Regions from separate parts of the Mus musculus genome. Here region 2 is linked to region 1. A link is a contact called in public promoter capture Hi-C data. All regions are on one chromosome and are shown on one strand. Each heading gives the region's core, a stretch centred on a gene start, on an enhancer-like site or on the middle of the called end of the contact. The rest is flanking DNA. Distances are from core to core; before and after follow the strand shown.

What was found. Promoter capture Hi-C pulls out the DNA fragments that hold promoters and counts their contacts.
Region 2: a contact with region 1 is called in a promoter capture Hi-C map of pre-B cells, with 5 times the contacts expected there. The contact joins the promoter of Ang here to the promoter of Cgrrf1 in region 1. A contact is called at or near these places in 1 of 39 promoter capture datasets (pre-B cells) and 1 of 484 Hi-C or Micro-C datasets (CD8 T cells).

The regions. Positions count from the first base shown.
Region 1 is chr14:46,829,783-46,836,612 of GRCm38.p6, reverse strand. It overlaps Cgrrf1 (cell growth regulator with ring finger domain 1), which reads right to left and starts at 4,479. Exons shown (of 6, transcript NM_026832.4): 1 at 4,234-4,479. The coding sequence starts at 4,337.
Region 2 is chr14:51,093,142-51,099,971 of GRCm38.p6, reverse strand. It overlaps Ang (angiogenin, ribonuclease, RNase A family, 5), which reads right to left and starts at 3,972. Exons shown (of 2, transcript NM_007447.3): 1 at 3,499-3,972. Rnase4 (ribonuclease, RNase A family 4) reads right to left here and starts at 3,972. Exons shown (of 2, transcript NM_201239.3): 1 at 3,499-3,972.

The DNA.
Region 1 (6,830 bases), core at 3,230-5,729:
GCACATGATTCAGACCCCCTAACTAAAAGACTAAGATTATCAGACTGGAGAAAAATGCAATTCCTAGGTATATGGTACATAGAAGAAACCCACTTAAAATACCAAGACAAAATTAGATCTTAAGTAGAGCATGGGAAAAGATATTCTTGCTAAGAGAATAACTAAGAGAAAGCTGGAAGTCCTTGGGATATAGCTCAGTGGTAGTTTGTCTAAATGCTTAAGATGCTAAATGCAATCCTGGAAAACGATGAAAACCAGGGAGAGAGAAGGCTGGGGAGAGGAGGAGAATGAGCAAGCCAGTCGTGATGGCTACATTAATAACAGACAGAGAAGAAGTTGGGGCAGGGATTATGAGAGGAAAAGGGAGTGCTGCTTCATAATTAGAAAGAAGTTAATTTATCCTCCAGATACAATAATCCTAAATGTTTATTCATCTACAGATAGTTCTTCAAAATACAAGGTAAAAAAGAGACACAACTCTAAAAATAAGGAGAAAAATACATAGAGATTTTGATACTCTGAACCAGTTCAATAACTGAAAGGAGCAAGAGATAGAAAAATCAGCAAGGACAGCACAGACTTGAACAGCAGTATTAACCTGTCCGACCTGGTACAGAGTATATCACCCAACAAGCAGAGAGGCTCTCCCTCTAATGCTCTAGGATGCTTACTAAAGACAGACCATACTCTAGGCTAGAGGTTACAAACATCTAAAATTCTGAACAGACTCAAAGTGAAAACATATCTATCACACTTTATTTGATAAAGCTGTACTTAGAAGGAAAACCTAGAAGCCAAAGAAAGAGATACCTGAACTGTCTCAACCTCACTGAATCAAGTTTCCATCAATCAAACATATGCTGAGACTTTGGCTCCAGAAATACTTGAGCACACATCCTCACTGATGTTATCTGTTCTTGTAACATTCTATGCTTCTCTTAACACCCTGACTATCCTGTCTCCATCTCCTATGGAATACACGGTTCCTATAAACCAGTGGTTCTTAACCTTCCTAATGCTTCAATCCTTTAGTGTAACCCTTTAACCCAACCTTGAAGTTGACTATGGAACCCAGAACAAAGTGGTTTGGAGCTCTCCATAACTCTGTGATTCTCTGAGAGTTGGTTTGAGAGTTTCACGTTTGTTTTCGTCCTGTAAATAACCCAAGCAACCCAAAACAGGTGTCATAGCACTGGTGTGCACTCAGTTCTCAGAATCGCTGTGACTGCCATCAACAGCCACGCGCTGTACAGACTTGCTCCCCCAGGCACCTAATTCAGAAACCACTCCATCACAATCAACCGAATGCATCTTTATTTAAATTAATTACAATGCCATTACATGCAATGGATTCCTAGGATCTCATTTCTCATTAATAAAGGGCTGAAGAATATCCCAGTAACAACTGGGTGTCCAAGCTGTAATTAACCCAACTGACAAGCTCCAACTTTGATGGGATTTTGCCCAAGAACACTCAGTCATAGTCCACTCAGAAGATCAGAACCCCATCAACTATGTGAATAGAAAGAAATAGACTAACTAAAAGTTATTAACTAGCACTGAAGATGTGACTCAGTGGTAGAGTGCTTGCCTAGAGTGGGAGACTCTGCCACAAGCTATCATCCCTAAGACAAAGTAACAGAACAAAGAAAAATGTGGAGTTGGGACACTATGCAGCTGCGACTCCAATATAATGAAATGAGGCTGATCTAGGAGACTTGAAAATTATAAACTGGGACCAGAGTTGCTGCCAGGGTGAAGCACTATTGCTACAGGAAGACATACAAGAAAAGCAAGTAAACAGAAGCAGTGTGCCCCGAGGCCTGTGTAAACTTCAGTCTGTATCCTTTCTTAGTGAAGCATTATGGTAGACATCTAACAAAGGAGAAATACGGTTTTCTGTCCCAGACTCACTAACAGAGTATACAGGGGGGTGCAGTAAGGCTGACGGACAATCCCTCACTGAACTGTGATGCCAGGGTGACAGGGAATCGCTGCCAAGTTGATATTCTGGATTATTTGAGTAAGGTATTTGAGAGTATTCGACAGACGGGTGCTGCTGGGACTCACAGAAGCCACTATGGAGGCTAGAAGACAGTTATGTCCTGTTGTGTGATTTCTTTTTCCTTTTCTTGGCTATTGTTACTGGGGTCTAATAGCCAGCTGTTCCTGCTCTTTCAGCAATGCTCACCAACACAGGTAGATGCAGCACAGTGGAGAGAAGCAAGAAACAAGGACCCAGCGCGTGACGTGAGAACAGATAACCAATAGAGATTACATTGCAGATATGACCGATACACAATGACAAGGACGAAAAGTGTAGCAAGTTGACTAGCTCACTCCTGTTGCCTTGGTTGGGATATTAGAAAGATGTCTGTAAGATTAACATGGTGACCAAGTTATCATCATTTCTAGCAGGTGAATCCGGCCTTGGTTTAGTTTGCAAATAACAATATAAAAAGCTTATCTACGTAGGTGAAGCTAAGCCGGGTGGGAAGAATGGTTGGTTAGGTTCACCATGACTTGTTAGGTTCAAATAAGGACAGAGGTGACTGGTGCTTACTGACGAGGTCTTGCAGCCTCATCAGTGCTCAGCCCAGACTTCAAGAAATAACACAATAGAAACTTGCAACACTTGTAAACCTCCTACTGACACAGGTAGTAAACAATCATTATAGATTCAAATCAAGCCTTAAACGTGGCGTGAACCTGTGTTTGTCTGACTCCAAAGTCTGTCTCCCTGTCTCTCCTTGTCTCTGTCTCTCTCTGTCTTCCCCCCCCCCCACACACACACACCCGTCTTCCTTTTACCCTTAGATGCCACATTACGTGCAATATGAATTTTATCCACTTCCCCCAGTGGCCTATTTAACAAGGCATATAGTGCAATTATCAACTAGATAATTTCCTTAGAGAGGAAAGTTAGGTTGAAGAGAGTAATACCAGTGTTGTAGTTCTTTAAAAACTGTGTATTAAGACTACTTTTTTTTTAAAGTGGTAAACACTAATTCTAATTACAAACTTCCTTGACGTAAATGACAGCAATTAAAACCTGAAAGGTTAATAGTAAATAACACGGAGTGATCCACGTATGGTGGCACACCCCTATATTCCCAGCACTTGGGATGCTGAAACAGGACTGCAATCATACTATGCTACAGGGAAACCACCTGTCTTAAAGAGAAAACAACTTAAGACTGGACTTCATCTTATCTTGTCCACAACATGGGAGTTTTACGCTGTAACTCGGGGTCAAGTGGAAATATTAACATGTTCTTTTTTTCCAAAAGGAGATCCTATTATCAGAAACGGACCGGGACCTGTTAAAGTCTTTAAAGTAACGATGAATATGTAATCAAGTGGTATTTTTGAGCTTGATTTACAAAGCCCGCTTCAGTCTCAAACCTGTTTGCTTTGTTCTTCTTGCAAATGCATTCCCGTTCTCACATAGTTTTCAGAGAACTCGTTCCCCAACTGTAACAGCTCATGTCCTTTTCTGTACGGTCCACTTCCAGCCATGGTTCTTGCTCATTTAGAGCCACTGTTCAATACATTTGGGTTCACCATCTTTTCAAGGGGCTATGAAAGCTGCAGTCTAGAGAGCAACCGCTGTAGGCTAGTCCCGTGGTTTCAACCAGCTGTGTTTTATAAGCCTAAACATGATAAAACTGCATCTCCTCAAGAGGGATACCGGAGACTCAACACTGAAAGAATTGTTCCTGGGTTATGTAACTCTCCTAGAAGCAAAATGCCTCCACCCCACAGAATAACTTATTCCTAAAATCTCGCTCCTTTCTAAAAACGTCTTATTAACTAAAGATCACTTCCAAAAAAATAGACTGCATCAAGAAGCCATTCAATTAGCAATCGGTAGATACAGAATTCGGGTAAAAGTTCCTCTGAAAGATCTGGGACCAAGCAAGGGTCAGTTCGGGTCATAAACAGCCAAGCTCCTTTGGGTCAGGTCTGCGCGCCTGCGGGGCCGGTGACCGGTCCCCGCTAGGCACAAAGTAGGCCGGGGCCCGGGACAAAGCCTTCGGGACACGCACTCTGACCCCCGCACCAGGACCAAGTTCTCCCCTGCGGTCCCATCCCACGGGGGCAGCAGCCTGGCCTGGGCCGAGTGTGTTCGGTGGCGGTGACCGCTCTCCCGGAGTCACCCGAACCCTCTGCGCGGACCCCACACCGGGCCGGCGGTCCCCGCGCCCTCCACTCCCAGCCCTGGACACTCACCATCCTAATACCAGGCCGGTGGTGACGATGAAGCAGGTGAAGACCACCGCTATGTAGAAGAGCGGCGAGTATTCATAGAGCGTTACCAGGAACACTGCGGCCATCGGGGTCTCCTGGGCTCAGCCCAGCCCAGCCCGGCTGGCCCGGACCCGAGCCGGTATGGCGCCCCGGAGCGGACAAACTTTGTAGGTCCTCACTCGCCCAGGCTTCTGGGCAGCTGACAGCCGCGGCCACTGGAGACGGAATGCCAATCACAAGGTTGATAGCAGGTATGCCACGCCCCTCCCTCGTCTGGTCCCGACTACTGGCTACGTAACAGGGAGGGACCAGCTCCGCCCTGCCCTGCGCCCAGGATTGGTGGCCTGAGAGAATTCCGCCAGCCGGGCTCTGTTCTCAAATTCCTAACTGACATCTGGGGCCAAAATTTAAGTTAATGCAGATCCTCAGATACACGAGGTATCCTGGAAACCCTGCAAACCCTAGACAAATTTGGGAATGGGACAAGGGCCGGCATCGGCGCGACGGAATGGTCTACGAAAGGAATGGTCTCGATTTGCGGATTGTCGCGGAAAACCCGAAAAGAGGTCACTACCGCGAGCGATTTTTTGTAACCTTATCAACCTTTGCAAAGTAAGTTTATTCAAAGGAAAATCGGCATACGTACTCCCTCGGCCCTCTTTTTTCTTCTCCAATTAGAATTAGCCAGATCTTTGAAGGTTTTAGTAACTAATTTTTGTTTGTTTATTAGGAGATCTTAGTACAGGAAGTAGCTTAATGTCTGCTTCCTTTCCTCACTCTTGTCATCAGTGCCTCAAAGAAGCCTCCCGGAAGTTTCTCCTAAAACCACTTTTATATTTCTTTTACTTAAGCCCTAATGTGATCCCTAGTTACAGCATAAACAGGAGAAACACCTCCCATCACAAATCCGATCCTGTTACTGAGGAAGAAGGGGAGAGTGGACATTAGGACGCTTAAGGAAAGGTTTCATGCCATGCTCTCAAGTCACCAGGAAATGTGTGCTTCAAAAAGAAGAGTTAGCTTCGTCCAGTGACCTTGACCAAATAGCCTTGTGTTTTCTGGAGTACTGCTATTTAAGCTTGTTTCTATGTAAATTTTCTCATTAGTAGATATTGAATTGTAAAAGTATGTTTATTTAAGCTATGCTTGGTTGTTGGAATGTTTTTTACTACCACATCAAGCACTGCAGTGAGTATCCATAAAGCTAATTTACTTACTTAGGCTAAATCATGGAGGTAGGACTTTATGTATATTTAATTTTTTTTAGAGACTAGAGTCTAGAAATACTGTGTTAGATGCAATCACACCATTGCAGGTAGCCAATCTGAAGGCAATTTTATTACAGTAAAACGAAAAGGGATGTTTATCGTGAAACAAAAACATAAGTTGCAGGTAAAGTAACATTAAATACATAGGAATGACTTTGTCCCCACTCAACCCCCACTGAACCTACAGTAAAGAGATGTAAGATGTAAGCCAACAAGATGGCTAAAGGCACTTGCTACCAGGCCTGACAACCTAACTGGAACCTTCTGGAACCACGTGGTAAAAGGAGAATACAGTTGTCTTCAGACCTCTGCAAGCATGGGCCATAGTAAATATAATGTAATGAAAGAAAAGTAAACATTTCCCAAAGTGTAAAGAAGAGAGGAAGCAAGAAAAGAAAAAAAATAAATAAAGTAATGCTTTGGAAGATACAAATCAGAAAAGAACAATTCACCAATCCAGACACGAGAGCCAGCTCCAAATCAGAAATAAAGGAACGGGAAGCCAGCCTAGCTTATCCTGAGGAACTCTCTAAACAAACAGGAGCGGAGATTTAGCTCAAGTCTTTACCATTTCCTGCTTGGATTTACTACAGCCACTGAAATATGTGTCTAACACAGGACCTGTCCTGTGTACTCTGCACACACAGTGTCCCTTACTGCAGGACCTCTCCTGTGTACTCTGCACACAGTGTCCCTCTCTGCAGGATCTCTCCTGTGTATTCTGCACACACGGTGACCCTCTCTGCAGGACCTGTCCTGTGTACTCTGCACACAGTGTCCCTCACTGCAGGATCTCTCCTGTGTACTCTGCACACAGTGTCCCTCTCTGCAGGACCTCTCCTGTGTACTCTGCACACAGTGTCCCTCACTGCAGGACCTGTCCTGTGTATTCTGCACACACGGTGACCCTCTCTGCAGGACCTGTCCTGTGTATTCTGCACACACGGTGACTCTCTCCTCCACCACCAATGACTTTTCTATAGCAAAAATCTAATTCCACTGGTAAAAGTCCTGGGTTGGCATGCCCTGTTTTTCTTGTTCTTTTTAAAATAAAATTTTAGGTAAATTTACAAAGTAATGAGTGTTGTTTTATACACATATATCAATGGTTTTTTGCTTTTGCTCATCCTTGGTCTTTCCTCTCTTCCTTCTTCTCCTCTTCCTTCCCAAAAATACAATATAGGTTTATTCTCTCTCTCTCTTCCCCTCTTGGGGGGGGCAGTCCTTGCCTTCCGCTTTGTTGGAGACAGGATGATATCTCTTTAAAACAAAGACCCTGAGGTCTCATTTGACACGCCCACTCCTACACAT
Region 2 (6,830 bases), core at 2,723-5,222, 4.3 Mb before region 1:
CTTACACATATCTGCCCACAGAAACAGACACACATGCATACACTTAATTTAAAATAGTAAAAATAAAACTTAAAAAAGTTCACCACAGGGAAGAAATGGCCAAGTAAGTAAAAAGTCGGGCTCGATGACAAGCACTTGTAATCCTGCTGCTGTGGAGGTAGAAACACGAGGATCCCTACCAGCCAGCATTGTAATTGGTGAGGTTCAGGTCCCAGAAAACATGGTACATGGTACACGGCTTCTGAGAAACACACAAACCTGCACCTCCACACAGAACCCCACCATATCAGATGACCATGAGTGCCCCTACACTTAGCAGGAGAAATCAACTTTTATGTTTTGATTTTTTTTTGTTTTGTTTTACTTTGAGACAGGGTCTTGCTATGTAGCCCAGGCTGGGCCCAAACTCTTGATCTTCCTTAAGAACTACCACACCCAGTTTATGTGGTTCTAGGGAGGTGGAGCCAGAAGAATTGGAAGTTCAAGGTCATCTTGGGCTCTATAGCCAAATCAAGGACAGCCTGGGATACAGGAGACCTTGTCTGTAAATAAATAAATGCAGGGAATGTTGCATCTTTCAGCCAGCCTAAGGAAATGTTAGTTAAGGAGAAAATCAGCTCCAAGTAAGTTTTATTTTGTTTTTGCCCTGCATTTTGTTTCTCAGCTGCATTAAGTTAACCATTAATTTTATTTTGTGTCTTTCTCATGTGTAAGTCTGAATACTTACTTTTACTGTGTGTGTGTGTGTGTGCGCGCGCGCGCGCGTGCGTGCGTGTGCATGTGTCTGTTTGTAGAAGGCTGAGGTCCTGGCCCTCAGCCTATAATCTGGTCAGTAGTGCAGAGTCAGGAGTATAGCTTGGAATCTAGGAGGTCAGGGGTCTAAGGCTCTACTGAGCATGTGTAAGTCAGGTGATGGAGTGGGAAGTGAACTGCCCTTCTAATTAGCATCTGACACTAGCCCATCCTTTCTGTTTCATGATAACCACAGACTCAGAATAAGGCTATAAAGAACACCAAATTCTCGGTCATTTCACAGCGCTGAAATAACAAACTTCCATAAAGCATAGAAGATTATGATCTGTAACAGAATCCAATGTGAGTGTGTGTGTGTGTGTGTGTGTGTGTGTGTGTGTGTGTGTGTGTGTGTTTCGTTTATTGAGAAGAGATGGTGCACAAGTGCAGAAGGCACAGCCACCCCTAAAGAGTTACCAGCATTTCCGTGTGGCAACTGCTTCACCAGAGCTGCCGGGCTGCATGACACCCAGTTGCTGAGCTCTTTATGTTGTCTTGGGATGCTCTTCCCTAGATGTGATTTCTCTTTTAAAAGGAGGAAGATCTGGGTGTGATGCTGCATGCATGCCTGCAATCTCAGAGCAGGCAAGGAGGACCTGGGCAGGTTTAGGGACTAGCCTGGCTACCTCCAACCTAAACAAACAAAATAACAAGAGCTGGTAATACTCAAAAGGATCAGCAGGTGGCAGCAGTGGATAGGGATGTTGCCATTCAGTAGCAGGACTGTTGGCTCTTGTGAAGATGCCAACCTATACTTAAACCCAGGTTGCGGGGAATGGGAACTGGTAGGCTCACTCAGAGTGCCTAAAGTTGCCAGGCTCTGGGTATTTAGGACACCAAAGCAAAAGCAATAATGTGGAGGATCCTAATGCTAAGGCTATCATATAGCAAACAGTTACCAGCTATTGGGTTTCATGGCTGCTGTTTCCAAACACACCATGTGATCTTAGGGAAACAACCATATACCTGTCCATACTTCCTTCTGCTCTATAATCTACAGCTGACAGGGATCTGTATTCTTTACTTGAATCATAATGCTGGCTTCACAGCAGGCTCTCAATATCTCTCTGATAGTTTCCTTCCTTTTTCTCTTTAGGCCTATGCTTTACCATCCATAAATGAGAGGGGTTCCAGCTTTGAAAGTGTATGGTTCTTACTAAGCTAATGGATTCTTTACCGGTTTCAGGAGCCAAATCTAGCAACACTGGAATTGCAGCGGCAAATTTATATAACCTTAGTTGATGATACAAGGTACCAACTGGAAGAAATCGGTGATGGGTGACCTTGGTCCAGTCTCACTGAAACACATCTTCCCTGAAGGATCTCTGGGTAAGCCAAGGCTCTGTACCATGAACACTACATAGGGGGGTCTTCATCCTAAAAAGATACTTGCTATTTAGACTTTGAAAGCTCTCAGGCCTATGTGGCCAGGAAAGGGGTTACTTGCTTCTAATTTGCAGAAATTCCACATTAATTTTTACCAACTCACCCAATGCAGTCTCTCATAATGGTTTCTCTAAAACACCCAGGGAGCAACTTCCAGCAGAACACCTCAACCACCAGTGTCTACTGTCCACTCCCTTGAAACTGTCTCACTGTGTGTTTAACTCTAACACTCCCCCCAAAGCCAGACAAGGTATAATTGTGAGAAAACAAGCGAGAGTGTTATTGTTAGAGAGTGCAGGTGTAAATCTGCCATGGCCAAAGGTACTGAACCTTAGTCGCATACACAACAATGACTGTCATTCGGATTTCTGCAGTGGAATAGTTCCAACTCTTGTGCAGACTCAGTTTACCCATTCTTAACCAGGTAGTGCTCACAGGAATCCGGGTTGGCAGTGCTATGTAGACTAGACATGTAGCAAACTACCTGCAGCTGGGGTGGCAATGTGATAAACACCCTTCTCCTAGGTATACTCTCCCTACTTTGTGTATCTTCATAACAGTCCAACTGGACTAGAACACCCTGTGCCTGGTCTTCCTCCTGTCTTTCCTCCTTTCTCCCCTCAACCTAGCATCTTTTGATCTTGGTTCATGTTCCTCTTTGTTTTTAAGGAGCGTCCATAACTTTTTCTTTTTTCTTCCTTCTTTTTTTTTTTTAGGAAAGAATTGAGTAGGAAATACTGCTGAAAGTACTTCCTGATTCCGGGTTTTCCTTTTTTTTTTTTTTTTTTTTTTTTCTTTTCTTTTCTTTCCTTTTTCTTTTTGGAGACAGGCTTTCTCTGGGTAGCCCTGGCTGTCCTGGAACTCACTTTATAGACCAGACTGGCCTTGAACTCAGAGATCTGCCTGCCTCTACCACCCCAGTGCTGAAATTAAAGGTGTGGACCACCACCACCAGACTCGGGGTTTTCCTTATTATTCCTGCCAAGCCAAGCTTGTTATGGAGGAAACACGACAGATCACATGCCCTTCTGCAAATGGCTTCCTAAGCCTTTGGGGGCTTTTAATCACAATTGAAGAAACCCTCCTATATCTCCATCTCCTTGATCGAAATCCCATTAATTGCTTCCCAGATACAAACCACACCAAATAATCCTGTTTTCATTTTAAATTTTAACTCTTACTCGTTTTCTTTTTAATGTGCAAGTTTGAGTCCAGAAAGCGTAAGGGGTGTTAGTCAGTTTCACTAAAATAGATGAACTGCTAGAAAGAGCACAGAGGAAAAGAAGCAGAGAGTTGAACACCCACAAGGAAGAATCTTACCAAAGCTGGCCAGCTTTCCTCCGACTGGGAATGTGTCCAGCTGCGTGCTCCTGGAGACAGGGTCCTGCGGTGTGAAGCTAGAGGCTCCTCACAGGCTGGTAATATACAGTGCTCATGTGACGGGGTGGGGAGAACCTATCTAAGGATCTTTACTTTGGCAGCGACTTGTAAACCAAGGCCACTAATCATGGGCAAACAAGGAGTCATTCACCTTTCCCCTGAGCATGCCTGGGTCAAATATTAACCACCTGGTGGACCACACATCTCTTTCAGCAATGATAATGTTTGCTAAGCACGGCCTTTTGTTCCTAAGCTGCCTCTTTCCTTATGTGTATGGTCCTTATCCTTGCTCAGGGTAGGACTGAAGTTTCACTGTGCATATGCCATAGATCCAAAAACATATTATCCCTGACGTTCAGGCCAACTTCAGGAACTACTTTGAAAGAAGTCTAAAGGAAGGAGTGAGGCAACTGTGCCCCCACCTCTCCAACCCCCAGAAATACACACAGCACTTCCTGGGCTCCTCCTCCCTCTGTCCATCCTCTGGAGAAAAAAGAATATATATTTATGGCTACTCAGCTTCCTGTTCTTTAAAGCACAGTTGCAAAACCAGCTGTCTACATCTAAGCATTATGGGAACCAAGTACAGAAGAAATTATGCATGTCTGCTCTGCTTATGAGGTAACTCTAAGATCGAAGAGTAGACAAGCCACGGGGTCAGACTTCTAAAACCCAGAAAGTACACAGTGAGGTAGTGAAGAAATCTACTAGAATTGTTCTAACAGATTCATCTTCAAGGCTGGACAGATCGCTCAGTGGTTGCAGGCACTTACTCAGGTTCAGTTCTCAGACCCACATGGCAGTTCCCAACCATATGTAGTGATGCCTTCATCTGGTCTCCCTGGGCATTGCATATGTGTGGTACACAGACATACATGCAGATAAATAAATACATACAATTTTAAAAGTTGCCATACATTTATCTTGTATATAGGGCAAAGTTGCAATATTTTAGCTCCTTGTCAATTTCTAGATTTTGCTCCATCATTGTGTAGATATTTATGTGTGATTTAAGCTGTACTAATTTCTAAAAGCAAAAATAGGGATGGGAGACCTACAGGTTGTCAGCGGAGTAGAGGTGGAGGCAGGGGCAAAGCATCTCTCACTGTGTGGAAGCGTGCTGGGGATGTCTGAGGTGAGTCTGGGCACAAAAAAAAAAAAAAAAAAAAAAAAACGAGAGCATCAGCTGACTCGCCGTAGCAGGAGGAAGAATTCAGCACTCCAGCATCTTCAGACTCCCTCAGCAAGGCTGGTCCTCTGTGTGGCAGGAACAGGGAACCCTCAGAAAGCAGCAAAAATGCAAGCAGGCAGCTTTGGGGCGCTGACTTGCAGACATGTTCACACCCGGACTTGGGAACACTTGGGGAAGACTGCACTGGTATAAAGGACCCACAGTACGGTCGGGATGGATCTGGATTCACTTCCGTTGGTGTAACTGAAGAAATGGGCTGCCAACATTCCTTTAAGTTAGTTAATCTCAGTGTCTCTCCATTGGGTGGATCCTTTCCAGAGAAGAATTTTTACTTACTCATTTCTATATTCTCAGTGACTGACACATAAGTCCTCATCAACTGATCTAGAGCCTCTAACCACGAAAAACATTCTGGGCTTCTCTTTAAAGGTTCAGAGATGCAAGATTTGGTAGCAGTTATTAAATAAACTTGATTGCTAAGCCGAGCAATCTCTGGCTGTGGGAGCTGGAAGATGCTTCCCCTGGGGTCTGATGAGGTCATTGGAGGTGTTGCAATGAACCTGGGAGTGTTCTACACTTGCCTGCAAAAAGTTCTGAAATCAGTTAGTTTGCCTTCACCAATGAGCTTTTGTTCCTGACCACAGAGCAGACTCTAAGAGTGTAAAGTCTTTTAAAAAGCAAACCCCTAATTCCAGCAGCACTTGGGAGGCAGAGGCAGGTGGATCTCTGTGAGTTTGAGGTCAGCCTGGTCTACAGAGCTAGTTCTAGAACAGCCAGGGCTGTGCAGAGAAATCCTGTCTCAACAAACAAGCAAGCAAGCGAACAAGCAAAAGCTGCCCAGAATGTGCACATCGCAATGGATACACTTCCTAAGAACGGGGCCTGACAGCTTGAGAAGGAAGAGTGGCTGGCATGAAGACTTGGAAAGGGCCCAAACCTCAACACTTTTCAGCTTTGTTGAGGCACAGCCCAGCTTGAAGGTCCCCTTTGTCCTTGTCTGCTCCCTCCTGCACTCAACCCAACTGTGAGCTGAAAGGAAATGAGAAGAAGACTAAGCTGTTATAGCCTAATTTTGGGGTACTAGAGTCCCCTGAAAGGGAGACCTAGTCACATCCTGACCAGTGTCCATTAGACAAGTGCCAAGCATGTTTTGACAAATGCCAGCATTTAAACTGTTTCAGAAGTACAGAGAAAGATAGCACTCAGGGTCTTCAGGGTGAGGCCACTCTACTGGTATCCAACCTGTCACCGAAATGCTCAGTGTGCAAACATACTATGTATGGTGGTGCCTATTTTAAATTAATCACACATTACTTTTAAACAGATGTGGAAGGACTGAGTGCTAGAGTCGTCACCCACTCATTGTTAGGAGAACAGCCAGTCCATTGCAAAACCTGGATGGCCTCATCAATTCCCAGGAGAAATATCAGCCAACTCCCATAGCCAGAGATGATTATATCAATGTGGTCTTTTTCTGATAAACAACCACAAAACAGAGGCACTTCACCCACACCTACAGCACACATACAGACACAAAATCCACTAGTCTAACACATTAACTTGCTCAAACACAGCAGCTTCCTTTTTTTTAAAGAGCAATGTCAGCAGAGTACCAGGAAGCAGCCAGAGACAATTAGCAGTCAGCAATCTTCCAGGAAGTCGCTGGCCCCTCACCTGACACCTCGGGGGATTTAGAACCTGCTCAAATCCCTGACAAAAGGCCAGGGCTCTTTTTCTTTGTCTCTCTCTTTCTTTCTTTCTTTCTTTCTTTCTTCCTTCCTTCCTCTCTCTCTCTCTCTCTCTCTCTCTCTCTCTCTCTCTCTCTCTCTCTCTCTCTCTCTCTCTCTCTCTCTCTTTCTTCCTTTCTTTCTTTCTCTCTTTCTTTTTTTTTTAATTTTTACCCAATTTGGCCCATATTGAAACAGAAATGGGTATTTTTTTTTAAATTTATAATTTATTAAGATGGAAGGAAAAACTCTGTGTGTGTGTGTGTGTGTGTGTGTGTGTGTGTGTGTATGTGTGTGTGTGTGTGTGTGTGTGTGTGTGTGTGTGTGTGTGTGTGTGTGTGTGTGTGTTTTCC